3 separate regions of the Mus musculus genome follow, and regions 1 and 3 are each linked to region 2. The links are chromatin contacts, called in public HiChIP or PLAC-seq maps. All regions are on one chromosome and are shown on one strand. Each heading gives the region's core, a stretch centred on a gene start, on an enhancer-like site or on the middle of the called end of the contact. The rest is flanking DNA. Distances are from core to core; before and after follow the strand shown.

The links. HiChIP or PLAC-seq counts read pairs in DNA pulled down with a chosen protein or histone mark.
Region 1: a contact with region 2 is called in an RNA polymerase II HiChIP or PLAC-seq map of embryonic stem cells, with 7 read pairs. The contact joins the promoter of Snn here to the promoter of Nubp1 in region 2. A contact is called at or near these places in 2 of 39 promoter capture datasets (liver and pre-B cells) and 1 of 115 datasets of contacts at active chromatin or transcription factors (embryonic stem cells).
Region 3: a FOXA1 HiChIP or PLAC-seq map of pancreatic cancer cells shows a contact between it and region 2. The contact joins the enhancer-like site here to the promoter of Nubp1 in region 2. A contact is called at or near these places in 3 of 39 promoter capture datasets (the SN4741 cell line, liver and pre-B cells) and 2 of 115 datasets of contacts at active chromatin or transcription factors (microglia and pancreatic cancer cells).

What each region holds. Positions count from the first base shown.
Region 1 is chr16:11,064,712-11,067,683 of GRCm38.p6, forward strand. It overlaps Snn (stannin), which reads left to right and starts at 1,587. Exons shown (of 2, transcript NM_009223.3): 1 at 1,587-1,736. Gm9861 (a long non-coding RNA gene) reads right to left here and starts at 1,557. Exons shown (of 2, transcript XR_003951968.1): 1 at 1,287-1,557.
Region 2 is chr16:10,410,507-10,413,256 of GRCm38.p6, forward strand. Nubp1 (nucleotide binding protein 1) reads left to right here and starts at 1,432. Exons shown (of 11, transcript NM_011955.2): 1 at 1,432-1,489; 2 at 1,564-1,668. The coding sequence starts at 1,471.
Region 3 is chr16:10,978,129-10,980,844 of GRCm38.p6, forward strand. The region is part of intron 1 of Litaf (LPS-induced TN factor); the gene reads right to left. Among named protein-coding and RNA genes, the nearest start is that of Litaf, 14 kb to the right of the region's middle. Within about 2 kb of position 1,458, at least 149 of the 459 cell types and tissues checked have an H3K27ac peak or open chromatin away from gene starts, as enhancers often do. A contact at or near this core is called in the SN4741 cell line, pancreatic cancer cells and pre-B cells, where this site is marked.

The sequences.
Region 1 (2,972 bases), core at 337-2,836, 650 kb after region 2:
AGGCAAGGCTAGATTTGAAGTCATTTCTGTGGTATGCTGCTCACCTCTCCCCACGTCCTCCCCTCAGTCATATATATACCTGCTCGTGTTTATCTCCCTGCCAGCCCCAGCTCTGGAGTTCTGGACCTACCTATTCCAGGCCTAGACCACTAATGAGAGGCAGGAGCTCTGAGGACGCACAGCGATGGGCAGGTCTGTGAACAGGAGCTGTTCAGAGCCATCAGGCTCTAGGCTCTACGGCAGCTGGCCCAGAGCCCTGCTTCCTTCTGCCTCTCTACACCAAAGCCAGCTTACTTCCTCAGCCCAGTCCTTCAGCAGCAGAGACAGCCTTGCCATCTTACTATTCATTCATTATATCTTATAAAGAGCCTACTGTGTACTGACTGTTCTGTAGGCTCACCAGTGAACGATTCAGTCTTAGTCCTGAAACGGAGACTGAAAGCTAATGAGATGCCCTTAGAAAACACGATTTCCCAATGGACATGAAAGTCCATTGACTGGGAAAGAGAGCAAGGGTGTGAAGCTGAGATCTGAAAGATGGTGTGGAAGAACGTTTAAGATAAAAGAAATGACATGGGCCAAAGGATGAGAGGTATGGAGGGGAATCACTCTGCTGAGGTGAAGTGAGGGAGTTCCCACACTTCAGCTTGTGTGCAGGACCTTAAGAAAGTTAGCAGTCCCTAGCTTCCCAGCTCCCAGGGGGATATCCCAGTCTTATCTGCCCCAACCAAGTTATTTCTTCCTGGCTTCCCAAGTACCTTGGGCCTCAGAGGTCTTCAAACTCTTTGTGGAGTTCCTGGTGGCCATCACGGAGTGTCCCATCCTCTCTCAGACTCTTTTTGGGGGGCAGTCAGTACACCAATTAGCACCTTTGTGTTCCTAGCCAGTTGTGTCTAGCTTCAAATCCTGCCTCCAGGACAGCACATCAGAGTATTTTAAGTCTTCTGGAGTGTTGAGTTCCTCATGTCAAATGGGTCGGTATGTTTTTATTTGGCGTTCTTTTGATGTTGTTGAGTGGACTGAACAGAGTACGGCACTTGGTGAAGGCTTAACTAAGAGGTTATTGAGTCCGCATCCCTGAGGACAGGACCTGGTTTGTCTGGCTAGTGGCTCAAGGGCGCAGCAAGATACATGATCAGTGCAGAAGGGTGGATAGATGAAAGGATAATGATGGAATTGAAGGGGAAAAAAGGAAGGAAGAAAAGAAGAGAAAAGAAAAGATGAGAAAAGGAAAGAAAATCATTCGTCTCTGCCTGTAATCTCCGGGCGGTGTATCACACTCTTACCGCTGTGCGCCTCAGTTTCCCCTCTGTCGTTGGGTTGACCCTCGAAGAAAGAGGACGCCAGGCGCAGGCCCAGTACTGCCGGCACCCAATAAGCGCTCAAGGAAGCCTGGCCTCCCGCCTTCTCTGCCCCAGCTCCGGGAGCCGCCAGCTGAGAAACACTACCCACCCCCTTGCTTACACTCCCTCTGCCCATTGTGCGCCTCCGGGCCCAGAGCGCACGTGACTCCACCCAGCCCGCTCCGCTCCGCCCCGCCGTCCCAGCGCGATCTCCAGTTGGTCGCACCAGAGCGCCCCGCCCCCAATCAGGGCGGAGCCCAAGCACCTCGCCCCCTGCTGATCGGGCTCTGGCGTCTGGCGAGGGCTCCGCGGCCGACCCGGCTGGCGCGCAGGCGGAGCCGGGGCGGCGGGGCTGCTGCTGGCTAATTGCACAGGACTGCGGGCCGCGACATGGTCAGCAGGGATGGGCAGAGCAGGCGGGTAGGGGGAAGGGACGCGCCGGATGGATCGGGGTGCGGCGCTGGCGGGTCGGCGCGGCAGATGCCGCGCGCGGGCGGGGGCTCTTTGTCCTCCGCCGCGGGATTGGGACAAAGGAGGTAGCGGGGGGCGGAGGCTGCTTGGCTGGGCATCTGCCCCTCTCCGTGACCCACGGTTCTATGTCCTGCGCGGATCCTCCGGGCTGCCCGGAACACTCACTCCGCATTGACGGGGTTCCTGGCAGCGCCCCAGCGTGGTCAAGATGGGATCGAGGGGAACGGGGGCCCAGGGAAAATCTGGCGCTCGTTTCATTGGTGGGGAGACTGAGGCTGAGCCGCAGCGTTTGGTCCCAGGTCGGGTCGGCAGTGATTGCGCGGCGTGGGCTTGAATGGGTCTCTGGGACCCCCCCCCCAGGGAAAAAAACTGGGGTCAGGCGGACTTGATTTGTCTTCAGCTGTCGTTTCCTCCTCAGCTGTCGCCCCCTGAACAGGCCCCTACTTCCCTAGCGCCTCGCCTTGCTCCTTCGATAGAGTGGGAGAGACGCGGCGTCGCCTGGCACCGCGCCTGCACACCGCCCGCGCTCAGCACGCGGGAGCTGCTGGGACGCTTGTCATTAGTGTCCAGTCCTCTCGACCCAGGTCACCTAGACTATCTCCTAAGGAGGGGTCAAACACAGACTCATTGTGCTCAGCTTTCAGGAGAAAGAAGACAGGTCAGACATATGACGTTTTAGAATCAGGTTTGAAATCGGTTATTTAGGATCGGGGCTTCCTGGGTATCTGCACCTCCACTTTTTAAACTGTGTGACCTTGGGGACCGAGTTAACTTCTCTAAGCTACAGATTATTTGTCAAGTAGGAAGAGCAGTCATTCGGTTCTAGGATTGTTTTGATGCAGAAGTTTTGGAGAGATCCACATGAGATGTTGGAGCTCAAAAGTGTGGCATCAAGGAACTTTTCAGCATCGACTATTATATCACCGCCAGAGTTGTATGGCCAGATGGGACCCTGACGAGTGGGGGCAGAATTCAGGCTTGGACTATGAGATTGCAGCTCACCTCGGGCAGTTCCCAAACTTCTTAGTCTTAGTTTCCTTTCCTGGCATAAGAACTGGGAGTAGGGTGGCATCTGGAGCAGATTTCTCTTCTGGAGGAGGAAGGGGAGGGGAGAGGACAATGGGCACAGCCATGATAGATGTTCCCTTTTCTTTCCTG
Region 2 (2,750 bases), core at 182-2,681:
TACAGTTAGAGACTTTCCCAGAGTCATGGACTTTGGTGGATTAGGTCTTTGTTTTCATTTTGGCAGGTGCTGCTGTCTATGTGCTGAGTGTTACAGCCTGAATGGCACTTCCATCATGGAGTCAGTTGTGCTAAGGTCTGGGGCCCTGTCACAATAACAATGAAAAAAAAAAAGTCCATGAATTTGATAAACAGCAAGGAGAGGTGGTAAGGTTTGGGGGAAGGAAAATGAAGGGAGAAATGATGTAATTATAATCTCAAAAATAAATGAAAAATATTTAGAATCGTTCAATGAAAACAGTAACAACCACCACCATCTTGTGCCAAAGTTGCATGCAGCCAAGCTCCCATGGCTGTGACCATGGACAGGATGTCTTCATGGAGTCTAAACACTGCTCCACAGACACAGACAGGCCATTTGTCTAAACACTCACAGACACATACAGGAGAAATGGTAGCAGCAAGGACAGTGGGGACCTGCAGAAGTGAGAGAAAGCTAGGGAAAGCTCCCAGTGGGGGCACAGGAGTGGGTTTGAAGAGGTTTCACTGAACAGATCTGAGGGGAAGCAACAAAACACAAAACAAAGTATTTTTCTAAATAGCACAGCAATTTTAAGAGGGCGGGGGTGTCAGCCCAGGAATGCTGGTGGTGCACATTGTAATCCCAGCAACTGAAAGACGGAGGCAGGAGGATCAAATGAGAACTTACACTGCTGGCGATTGAATTTATGGCTTTTCACTTGCTGGACAGGTACTCTACCACTGAGCTACACCCCTTTATAAAGTCTCCCCTCTTAGCCAAACATGGCAAGAAAATCATTAATTCAAGATCAGCTTGAGCAGAAGAGAGGAGAGGAGAACAGAGAAGAAATAGAGAGGGACGGACAAAGTGTTTTGTTGGATCTGTATTGTTTCAGTGCTGGGGACTAAATATAGGACCTCATGCATGATAGATCAAGCACTCTACCAATTGAGCCACAATCCCAGCCTGTAACAGAATCTAGGGTAGGGCAGATTATTTGAAACTGAGTAAATATTGACATTGATTGTACTTTTATTAGTAGTACTGCATCAACACTGAGGCCACGGAGAATAACGTTCGTTGGCGACAAAAACCATACTTAAAAAAACAAAACAACAACAAAAACAAAAACAGAATCAAAAACCTGCATTATGTGTAAGAGTCCATCCTCGCTTTCCCTATGAGTTCTGGGATTTGGATACAGGCTGGCTCAACAGAATCTTTAATCGTTAGAGCCACTTCATTTGCTCAGGTATCATATATTTCTGAGTCTCGCCCTGTTTTAGCGGGAAGAGGCATAGGAATCCCACCCACTGCACACACGGTTTTGCGCGTGCGCAGTCCTGGTCTGGCGAGACAGTTCCCGCGGCCGGGGGGTCAGATTGGACCTGCGAGGCGGAAACACGCCCCTGAGGTTCCGGCGAGCGCAGCCCGGGCAAGAGCGGCAGCATGGAGGAGGCGCCCCACGGTGAGCTATCGCAGGACGTGTGGGTGGTCCCGCTGGGACCGAACCACTCTGACTGTGCCTTCGTCTTCCCGCAGGCTGCCCCGGGGCCGACAGCGCCCAGGCCGGCCGAGGAGCCTCGTGCCAGGGATGCCCCAACCAGAGGCTGTGCGCATCCGGAGCCGGCGCTGCTCCGGATCCCGGTGAGGAAGCGGCGGGCAGATCAGGAAGTGGAAGGGGCGGGACTTGAGGGTGAATGGCAGCGGCTAGTGGGCAGTATTCTAATTGGTTGGGGGGAGGGCGTAGAAGGCGGAGCTTGAGCGAGAGGGAGGTTTTAAAAATCAAATAGCGGAAAAACAGTGATGGAAATGGAGGTTTAGTCTGATCTGCGGTAGACAGGGAACCGAAGGGGGCATTAAAATAAGCTTGGCGGCACAGGCTTGTTCCCCCGGAACTTGAGGGGCAGAAGCAGGAGGATGGCTACAAGTTAAAAGCCAGCCTGGACTACAGGATGAGACCCTGTATGAGTGAATGAATGAATCAGTGAATGAATGAATGAATGAACGAACGAACATTAGGTCGAGTGTGTTGGCACATGTTTGTAATCTCAGCATTTAAGAGGCTAACCCCGGGCTTAGATGAGACCCTGTCTTTATTAAAAAAAAAAAAAAAATCAGTAAATAGGACCTCAAAGAAGGATAGAATAGATAAAAGTGATGTCGGGCAGGTACAGGGCTTAAGTAATAACCGCTACCTCAGTATCCACAAGGCCAAGCACAGAGAGGAGAATGGAAAAATACTGAGATCTTTCAGGCCTGAGTCCTGGCACATGTCCATCACAGGTCACAGAGGCTCTGCTCTCTCTGTGGCAGAGAGAAGGACCCTCCTGTTAAGGAGTCTATCTTTCAGCAGACATGAATGTTCATTATCTCAGTGGAGAGACAGATGGGGGACTGAGAGCAAAGTGGGGAGGAAGCAGGAGCAGGCACGTTAAACTCACCAGGGATCAGCACTGTGAGGGGCCATCTCCAGGGCGAGGAGGACTGAAAGCCTAGCTGGAAGGAAGGCTTTTCAGAGAGAGGCTGGGTTTGGTTGTTGAGTCTCCTGAAAACTGATCTTGAGCAAGAATGCCCTCATGGTGAAGACCAGTCTCCCCACAGTGTAGTCTGTAAAGATTTGAAACAAGACGTGACATTGGAAACCCAGTACGTTGCTGGGATGGTTGCTTCTGAGAGCCTGTGAGTTTCCCATCTGCAGCCCTGGGGACATTGGAGTTGATCATCCC
Region 3 (2,716 bases), core at 208-2,707, 570 kb after region 2:
AAATCTGCAACAAACCGCAAGTGAGACAGCACAACTAACCATAACGTGGGACCCTAGATAGGACAGAAGAACTGGTGGCATCCAAACGAGATGTGCAGTTTGGCTGAGGGGTGGCATGCCCATGCCTAGCCCTCAGTAGTGTGATGTCCCTCATGAGGAGTCACAGCAGGCTGCACTGAGTGCCGTCAGTCCGACTTGTCCTCAAGCAGAGCATGTTGAAAACCTGACCCCCAACAGTGTGGTTCTGGGAAGTGGGGACTAAAGAACAGATTGAAAAACCAAAACAAACAAACAAACAAACAAACAAACAAAAAACCCAAAAAAACAGATCATCAATGTATCTAGTGACAAGTGTTGATATAAAAGGCAGGTTTAGTGGCCTTCCTCCTCCGCCTCAGTCCTCTGCCACGTGACTTGGTTCTCCCTCATACCGTTTGCTAATGGACTTCCAGCTTTTATAACTGAAAACTAATTAGTTTCTGTTGATTATCATAAGTTTACCCAGTTCTAGGAGGAAGATGGGGGTCAACGGGTGGAGTCCTTGCTTAACACACATGAAGCCATAGGTCTGACTGTCAGCACCTAAGTAAGGAGGGAGGGAGGTAGGGGGATGGCATGTTCAAGGTCATTGTTCTTAGCTATATAGGGAGGTCAAGGTCAGCCAGAGATTCACAATGAGATTGTTTTTATGAATTTATGTATGTATGTATGTATGTATGTATGTATGTATTTATTTATTTTGAGACAGGGTTTCTTCTGTGATGCCCTGGCTGTCCTAGAACTTGCTCTGTAGACCAAGTTGGCCTCAAACTCAGAGTTCTGCCTGCCTCTGCCTCGAGTGCTGGGATTAAAGGTGTGCCACCACTGCCCACTTCTATAAGTCAAGCATGGTGGTACATCTTTAACACCAGTACTCAGAGACAGAGGCTGGTGGATCTCTACATTTGAGGCCAGCCCAGTCTACATAGTGTGTTCCAGGACAGCCATAGCTGCATAACAGAGAGACCCTGTCTCGATAACAATAAACAAAGAAGGCGAGAGCTGGACTCAGCTGGCGGAATGCTTGGCCGGCAATGCACAGCCCCGAGCTGGACTGTTTCAATTACAGAAACGTCATGTATCCTCTTACTGTAGTAAACACAGGATGGGACCCGGGAGGCAGGTGCTGCCCTGATGGACAGCTGGAATGTACACGTCTTTGGAACTGAGTAACAGCTGGAGGGGGAGAGGCCAGCAGCAGCCAAGACAGGAGAGGAAAAGGACTTTAGGGGCACCTCCAAAAGTGAGAAGGGACCCTGAGCTCACCATAGTCGCACCAGAGTGTCAGGCTAGGGCCTTCTTTCTGGCTGAGAGCTCAGGAAAAAACTGAAGTAGTAAAAGCACAGGCATGCCCCAAGGCTCTGTGCGGGAGGCCAGTGTAAGATCCACAGTTGGCAGAAGAAATTCTTAAAGATGGTAAAGTCCTATGTGGTTGCTTCTAACCACAGCTAGCAAAACAAAGAGAGAAATGACTTAATGGAATTCATAAGTAAAACGGAAGCAGAAAGACAGCTGGCAACCACTCAGCCTGGCCACATAAGGAAATGTAGGGCATCCCTAGAGGAAAGCATGGGTGTGGCCAGGTGACTGCCTGCTGGACACACTGGCTTGGAAGGGGTCTGTGGACAATGGCAAGCGTGTTGGAGATCTCCCGGGAAAGCTGAGACCTCAAAGCCTGGCTTACAGAGGAGCCTAAAAGCCTCAAGACTACCCCCAGCCTCTAATGAGGAACCTCTCCAATGTAGCAGGTGCTGGAGCAGATACAGGGAGGGGTAGGATAGCACACAGCCTTTCCACCTGTGCCTCAGAGGGACCTGTATCTAGGGAACCATGGTACTACCCAGCAGAGACATGGCAGAGGGGACACTGCTTAAGTCCCCACCAGGGTGATAGCTGGTGAAGGAACCATAGGGTGAAGTCACCAAACAGTGACCCTGAGATATATATATAAGAGAACTCGGCTGGGGGAGTGGAGGCATGGCTGCCCAGACCTCAGGCGGTGGTACATGGAAGGAGAGAATAGTGCTTGCCTGTAATCTTAGCATTTAAGAAGCAGGCAGGAGGGCCAGGAGTTCAAGGCCTTTCTGGACTTCACAAGACCCTGTCTAAAAAAAGAGAAAGGGCTGGGCAGTGGTGGCACACGCCTTTAATCCCAGCACTTGGGAGGCAGAGGCAGGCGGATTTCTGAGTTCGAGGCCAGCCTGGTCTACAGAGTGAGTTCCAGGACAGCCAGGGCTACAGAGAAACCCTGTCTCAAAGAAAAGAAGAAGGGATTCTATTACCATAGTGAGGTGCACTAAGGGTACAGAGGAACTTTCTAGGCTAATTTTGCATCTTTTCTGTGAATCTGAAGCTATGGTGAATGCTTACTTAGGGTTGGAGAGAGAGATCCATAGGTAAAGTGGTCACCTTATAACTACGAGAACTTAAGTTTTAATCTTGGGGTGGGGGGAGCAAGCATAGTGTGGCATTATTCATTTGTAATTACAGAGCTAGAGGTGGGGGTGGGGTGGGATGGGGGACAGAGATAGGCGGATTCCTGGAGTTCACTGGACAGTTTAGTTAACCAGCTTCAATGAGAAAATCCAGCCCTGAGCTCACTGGCAAGGCAGCCTTACTAAGATGTGTACAGCACCTGAAGAATAACACTCTGACCTCTGCATGGACACTTAAAAAC